Regions from separate parts of the Sus scrofa genome. Here region 1 is linked to region 2. A link is a contact called in public Hi-C data. All regions are on one chromosome and are shown on one strand. The core of a region is the stretch at or near the end of the contact, and the rest is flanking DNA. Distances in the headings are between cores, read along the strand shown. Region 1 holds the start of LCA5L (lebercilin-like protein). Region 2 holds the start of HMGN1 (non-histone chromosomal protein HMG-14).

Evidence for each region. A called contact is a pair of places that touch in the nucleus more often than the background predicts.
Region 1: a Hi-C map of embryonic fibroblasts shows a contact between it and region 2, with 3 times the contacts expected there. The contact joins the promoter of LCA5L here to the promoter of HMGN1 in region 2. A contact is called at or near these places in 1 of 5 promoter capture datasets (liver) and 5 of 47 Hi-C or Micro-C datasets (embryonic fibroblasts, heart right ventricle, liver and 1 more).

The regions. Positions count from the first base shown.
Region 1 is chr13:203,043,305-203,046,826 of Sscrofa11.1, forward strand. It overlaps LCA5L (lebercilin-like protein), which reads right to left and starts at 1,895. Exons shown (of 9, transcript XM_005670355.3): 1 at 1,588-1,895. SH3BGR (SH3 domain binding glutamate rich protein) reads left to right here and starts at 3,271. Exons shown (of 8, transcript NM_001244236.1): 1 at 3,271-3,475. The coding sequence starts at 3,431.
Region 2 is chr13:202,941,614-202,945,169 of Sscrofa11.1, forward strand. HMGN1 (non-histone chromosomal protein HMG-14) reads right to left here and starts at 1,883. Exons shown (of 7, transcript XM_021070990.1): 1 at 1,846-1,883; 2 at 1,568-1,688; 3 at 1,218-1,250; 4 at 1,103-1,132; 5 at 970-1,020. The coding sequence starts at 1,582.

The sequences.
Region 1 (3,522 bases), core at 645-3,144, 100 kb after region 2:
CTCTGTCCACTTGGCTTAAAAGTCACAATTCTTGGAGTTCCCGTTGTGGTGCGGTGGAAATGAATCTGACTAGGAACCATGAGGTTGTGGGTTTGATCCCTGGCCTTGCTCAGTGGGTTAAGGATCTGGCATTGCCGTGAGCTGTGGTGTAGGTCGCAGATGCGGCTCAGATCCTGTGTTGCTGTGGCTGCAGCAGAGGCCGACAGCTGTGGCTCCAATTTGACTCCTGGTCCGGGAACCTCCATATGCTGCAGGTGTGGCCCTAAAAAGCAAAATAAAATAAAAAAAAATAAAGTCACAATTCTCGAAATACATACTAAAAACGGTGCTAGTTTACCTATGGAAAATTTAAAATTCATATCCTTTTAAAAAAACCTTAGTCACATGAAAGAACAGAGAACGGGAAAAGAGTACACTGTCTACACTCGAGGCAATTAGGAGGCTGCAGAAATTATCCAGGCCTGGGCCAGGGTGGTGATAGTGGGGCTGGGAGAAATGACTGGTGTGTGGGTACTTTGTGAAGGATGTCTTGACAGACTGACACGAGAAGGGACAGAATGGGAGTCAAGAAAGACACCAAGGGCCAGACGGCTAGGAGAATGGTTTCCAGTTACTGGGGTGGGTAACAGCAAGGGAGGAACAGGTGTAAGGCAACGTTCTGGACTTGCTGTGCTGGAGATGCCTTAGACATCTAAGTAGAGATATGGGCAGGCAGACACTGGTCTCACGGTCAGAGGAGGGTCAGGGATGGAGACAGACAAGAGAGGTTCACTGCGCTTTGAGCCCACGAGACTCGACAAATTTAACTAGAAAGGGAGAACAGATTAGAAAAGAAAAAGGTTCAAGGTCGTGTTTGGCAGTGAAAAACTAGTCTGCAAAAAGTCACCGGATGGCACACCTGTGGCAAGGAAATGTTAAAGCACCCCGGGGAAACCGTGGACATAGTTCCAAGGTCGAGGTGAGTAGGTGAGGGACAAACACAGAACAAACAAAGGATTCAGATTTCCTCCGGTTTGGTGATTGGGGCGTGTCAGCGCTAAGGGGAGAAGAAAAAAAGAAAACACGGCAAAAGAAAGCTGGTAGGAGCAAAAGTGAAGTTATCAGATTCATATATAAGAGATACATGACGGCGAAAGCCTGAGAGTCGGGTGGGCGGGTGACATCGACCCCAGCGTGACCGGGGTACAGGGTCGGGTGGGGTGACTGGAGCCTGGCCGCTCCCCTGGCCGCACCCGCGCCGGCTCCCAGCCGGGCCCTGCCCCAGTTCCTCCAGCAGCCAGACCGCGTGCGGGCGGGTCGGGGTCCCGGGGCCAGCGTGGGCTTGTGTGCTGCGTGGGCTCGGTCACTGGCCGAGCAGGGAAGAAGGACGCCGACAGTGGCTCTTCAGGCTGCACTTTGCAGGAGGAAGCGGCCTGACGACCTGGCTACATTACCAACTCGAGTACAGCCAGGCAGCGAGGCCCGAGCTGGGCAGGGGCTACAGCTGAGTGACCAGGCGACACTGTAAGTTAAGGTTCGGAAAGTTTAGCAGGAGGCTCGGCTGGGGCTGGGCGGAGGCCTCGGGCTGCAGGGCGCGGCGGCGGTTACCTGTTGCGCGCGGCTCCGGCTGCAGCGCTAACCCAGCGGCCTCCCGGCGCTGACGCGTTGCCCTGGAAACTGGCACGCTGGGCCTTCTGGGACCTGCCGGGAGGGGCGGAGCCGCGAGTCTGCGCGCACGCGCACTGGGACCCCGTCTGGTGGTGCGTGGCTCCGGCGGTCTAGGGCGGGGGAGAGTCCTGCTCCACGTGATTCCTCCTTGAGAGAGAAGTGAGCTGGCGGCGTAGGCGTTTGCAAAGGAGCCTCAGGTTGCACCTCCTCAGGGCCCGGGACCTCGGTGGCGCCCTGGCCGCGCCGGGGTGAGAGAGCCGGCCCCGCGACGTCCCCGTAGGCTCGGAGATCCCGCGGTTCTTTCGCGCGCCGGTTAGCCCTCGCCCTTGCACCGGGTGTTTTGAATCCGAGTCCGTTGCGCGTGTCTGGTTCCTAGCTTGGGAGGGGCGTGGATGGAGAGCTGAGCGCTCCTGTTAACCTCTCTGTGTAAAGATAGATTTCTTGGGTGAAAGGAGAAAACCATGACAATGAAGCAATGCATGCTTGGTGTAGAAAATTGACAATGTACAGGAAAGTACAAGAAGATGTAAAAATCACCAAGATCATGGAATTACAAGTGCTAAAAAGTGATTGCGTAAGAATTTTTAGTGATACATTGGCATCATTAACGAAGCTTAGCACTATTTCTCTTCTCCTCTTCCTCCTCCTCCCATTGTATCAACGCCCTGTTGAATGTCCTTGTAGATTAATTTTAGGGGTCACTCCTAGTTAGAATGCGTTCTTCCAGGTTGCCATAGCCACCTCCTCCTTGAGCAGCAAGGGACTTAAAAAAGAGACTCATTTCTCTAAAGAGGACTAAATATCCTCCCTTCGTTTGCCCCTAACACCCTTGATCTTGGTTTTGGAACCCATCGAAGAGTTGGGTGGCTAGCTTTTGGGCGTCTTACTAGATTTTTAACAACAACAGCAAAATCTAACTTTGAACACAATTCAAACATCTATACAAATAAGATGAGGGAGCCTGCTACCAACAGACCATTAATCTCCCCCCCCACACCCCGCCCCAAGGTCTCTGAAACAGCGGAGACAATTTGTTTGTTGAAGTCATGGGTGCTGACAAGCCAGCCGCCACCTCCCTGCCGGGTCTGGGATGTCAGTGAAACCTTACACGGTCCCTCGGCTTGTCAGCTCCGGTTCTTTAAAAGGAACAGGTGGCAAAGGGAGAAAACTGGCCACAGGCCACTCTTAACGGAATCTATTGTATGACGATTCATTTGATTTGTAAACAGATGTGTCAGAAAAATTAAAAGGAAGGAACGCGCTCTGTATTTGTTTAAAGGCTTCGGTGCCTGTTCTGACCCTTCCGGTTCGTTTGGCAGAAGCCCTGTAAACAAAGCCTCCTCCGGGACCGAGCCGGTGTTTTCTGGGCTTTTCCGGCTCCCGAGAGCCCTTCCCTCCTCCTCCCTCCTCCTCCTCCTCCGGTACCCGGGCCCCACCTCCCTCCGGTCCGAGACACCTCCCCGCCGGTCTCTGATTGGTGCAGAGCGCAGCCTTGCCTTTTAGGGACTGTTGTCGGGCTGTTAAAGTGATAAGGGAAAGCGTCCAGTGGCTGCTTTTACCAACCAATCAACTATTTTCCTGACAGATCCCCAAATATTCCCGAGCCAATGGAGGGGAGAGCCCGAGATGCCTGGGCCTCTCCTGGGAGAGGCAGGAGCTCAGACAGCCCTGGGCCCCCGCCAGCCCCCACCTGGCATTTGTCTGTGTCACTGTCAGGATTTGTCTAGCGCCGCGTCCCCTAGCAGGGGTGTGTTGGGGGGAGCCCTCTTTCCAGACTCTCAAAATGGTTATCAAAGTGTTTGTTGCCACATCTTCTGGGTCCATAGCGGTAGGTGTCTGATGGAATGGGGGGGCTTGTCTTCCTGTCCTACTTTC
Region 2 (3,556 bases), core at 633-3,132:
CCCTTTGATTAAGCAGTGCTGAGCTTCCACCCACAAGTTTAGGAACCGGGTGATGGCAAGAAAGACTTATAAGGGGAGAGTTTTCTACTAGCAAACTCTCAGGAAAGTTTTGAGTAAATAGAAATTAATCACACCAGTGAATTTCCCCTGAATAACAAGGAGAGCTTCCCAGAGCTCCAAAAACAAAGTTACAAATGACATAAACACATTTTGCTTTCCCAAGTTATTTTCAAACCAACACATACCCAAGAACAACTTCGGCCCCCAAGCCCGCAACGTGAATAAAGCAATGGTGAATCTCTTCCAAGCAATGGTCATGCTGTTTACCGTTAACTCGGTCTGATACAATAAAATAATTCAGGGAACTCCTAAGCATACAACTGCAGGTTAAACTCTGAGACTCCTCTTAGCCATGTTTTCAAGGAACACAACTCTTGCTCTCTCTCTCCATGTAAAATAGGACCCCCTACCTTGCCTTGCAAACCTTACACGCAGACACATACACATTCCCTTCTGCTGGCCTCAGGCCTAGCTTTGCTGTTATGGTCGCAAGAGGAAGTACAGGCGTGCAACGAACAGAGAAGCGCTAGCCATAAGGAGCACAACACAAAGAATGGATTTCCCTGGAAAGCCAAAGTTAGTCTCCCAGTATTTGCGGCCGTCTTAAGTTTCCCAAATTCTGCAGCAGCATTACTGTGATACATTCTATCTCCATTAACCGGGATAATCACTACATCCACCATATCTTACCCAGGCCGGAAAAATGTTCTTTACTCATATTATAAAAACCTTAAATCACAGTGCTAAACGTGGTCAAATCCCGACTTTCCAGGAGATTATGACGTCAAACTGTAGACAATTTTGATACTCAAAGTCAAGGTCTTGGCCGCCGCCGGCAACGTGCGTTAAGGTAGCACCGCGGCATTTCGAAGACACCACGGTCTCTTAGGGTTGAAGTTGGAAACCTACCTTTCCTGCCGCCTTTTTTGGCTTCGCTTCCACTTTTGCAGGAGCAGGTTTCTGAAAGGCAAAGGTAGCACTGAGTTTCTTCCCGCGCTAGGATCCCACGGAAAAGGAAGGTTAGGGGGCTCACTTTACTTACAGCTGACAACCTCGCCGATCTCCTCTTGGGCTTCGGGAAAGAAAAGCAGAATGAGTAAGACGCACGGGACGCGGGGCGAACCGAACCCACCCCGGGACAGGCGGGGGGCTCTTACCTCCTCCTTTGCCGCCCCCTCGGCGGAGCTGACCTGCGGGAGGAAGCAGACAGCGAGTGGGCGCAGCCCGCAAACAAAAGTGCCCGCGCGCCCTGCGCCCGCGAGAACAATACCCGGCCGCGTGACGTCAGCGGCTTCCCGCCGCCGCGTTCGAATCTCCCACCCGGCTCCGCGGGCCGCCGAACGTTCCGGAACCGCGCGCCCCATGCCGGTGCGCGCCCGCCCTCCGCCGGCCCGCGGCGCCTCCCGGGCCCAGCGCCGCCGAGGGCGCGGCGGGGCCTGGGCCTGCCTGGCTGGGCGCCGCGGCCGGGCGGCGGAGGGGGCGTGTGCGGGCCGCGGCCGCCGCTCACCTTCCTCTTGGGCATCGTGGCGAGGGCGCGGGCGCGTGCCGGGTGCCTGCGGTCCGCGGCGCGCCGAGAGCCTTCGCGAATCTGGGCTGCCTGGCCGCTGCCGCTCCTCCCGCCGCCGGAGCTGCTGGGACCCGCGGCGGGGGCGGTGGGAGAACCGGATGGAACCGGATTGGGAGCCCGCCCCCTCCTCCCCCCGCATCCCCCGGCCGCAGGCTCCCCCTCCCCTCCAGCCGGGCCGCCCCCCGCCCCCACCCACGCCCATTGGCTGCGGGGCCCACCGTGCCGCGGCCAGCGCCCGGAATAGGTGAGGCCGGCCGTCACTCGACCACTGCGCCCCGCCCCCGCTCTCGGCGCCCCCACCCCGCCCGCCGTCTCGCGGGGCCCCAGACCCAGGCGAGGGGGCGGGGCCCCACGGGCCGCCCTCGCCTCACGGTAGTTTGTTTGAAGCCGAGCCGCAAAGTGCGGTCTGAGCGCCGATTGGCTGAGGCCCGCCACGTGGTCTCCGGGTGAGCCCGCCCACAACCCCCCTGGCTACCTGGGCGCCAGCCAGAGCCAAGAAAGCCCGGGGATCAAGTCCCTTTCCTGTAGGGTGAATTGGGTTGGAAGGGTTTTAGTTAGTCTCACAGACTGGGAAGGAAGAGATAACACGTTCAAATATGAACCAACTTCTTCCACCTCAGTTGGTAAGAAAGGCTAATAGGTCTTCAGCCTCGCTGGCCTGCAGGAGGCGGATTCTAGTGCGCAGGCGCGGAAGGGGAGGTCGTGGGAAGGAAAGTCGGCGCGGGGCTGCACTGCGCAGGCGCGGGTTTTTGCGACGTCCCTGGAGTCGCGGCCCTGCTACCCTGCTGGGTTGCTCGTGGTCAGCTGTTTCTGTGCAGTTTCTTTTAGGTTATCCGTTCCCTTAGGGGCTGGGGGTGCTGGCGGTTCGTCTCAGGAGGCTAGTGGGCTCCTGAGTCCCGGAGGCTGCCGGCCCCAGGACTCGAAACCGCTCTCTGGGCCGGCCGGTCCCTCCTGCACAGAAGTGAAGTGCGGAGTAGGGCCATCCAGCTCGTGCCCGTTTTAACCAGTTGCTCACCTAAGCATCTTTCCGAGATAGAAAAAGAGCTTCTGGCTGGGGATCTGAGCTGGAAACCTCGGAACCAGTGAGATCACAAGTAACCAAAAGAAAATTATGTTTAAAAGGGCAGATTGATTACTGTAAAAAAAGCTCTTAATCGGAAAATTGTCAGCTGGAATTAATTCTTGGGGAGGAAGAAACACTGGAGTACTTTTGAGTCAGAAAGATTGGAAACAGACCAAATGTCCATCATTTGAGACGCCCGGATAAGCTATGACGCTTTCGCCTAGTGGAATAATGAGCCACTGCGGAAAAGAATGAGGCCGCTCTTTACCCAAGAAGTGGATTTTGAAAGTCCCTAGTCAGTCTCTTAACTCCTGATCAATAACTAATGCCTTCCCTTCTCACCGAAGAAAGTCTAAAGTTCTTAAGGGTGGTTTATAAAGATCTCTGCACTCTGGCCCGCTTCAAACGACTTTCACCACTGCTTACCCCGTGTCACCTCCCAGCCTCAAATAGGCTGGGCAGCTCCTGCTTCAGGCCTAATCACCTGCTGTCCCTCTGCTCCATGCTCTGCCTCAGACCAGTGCTCTCCTCCTCTGGGTCCATGCACAAATGTCACCCTCTTGTTGAGGCCTTTCCTGACCTTTCAATTTACAATTGCAACTCCCCATTTCCAGTTCTCGCCTTATTTTCTCGGTAGCAGCTATTGAATATAAAGTTATACATTCATTGTGTATCTCAGGAAGATGACCAAGAACATGAGGCTAGTGGTTGCCTCTGGAGAAAACTATTGGGGGGAAGCAGAGTAAGATGAAAAAGTTATCCTTTTTCTTTTTTTCCTCTCCTATTTGCATTAAAAATGAATAACATCAGGAGTTCCCGTCGTGGTGCAGCGGAGACGAATCTGACAAGGATCCATGAGGTTACGG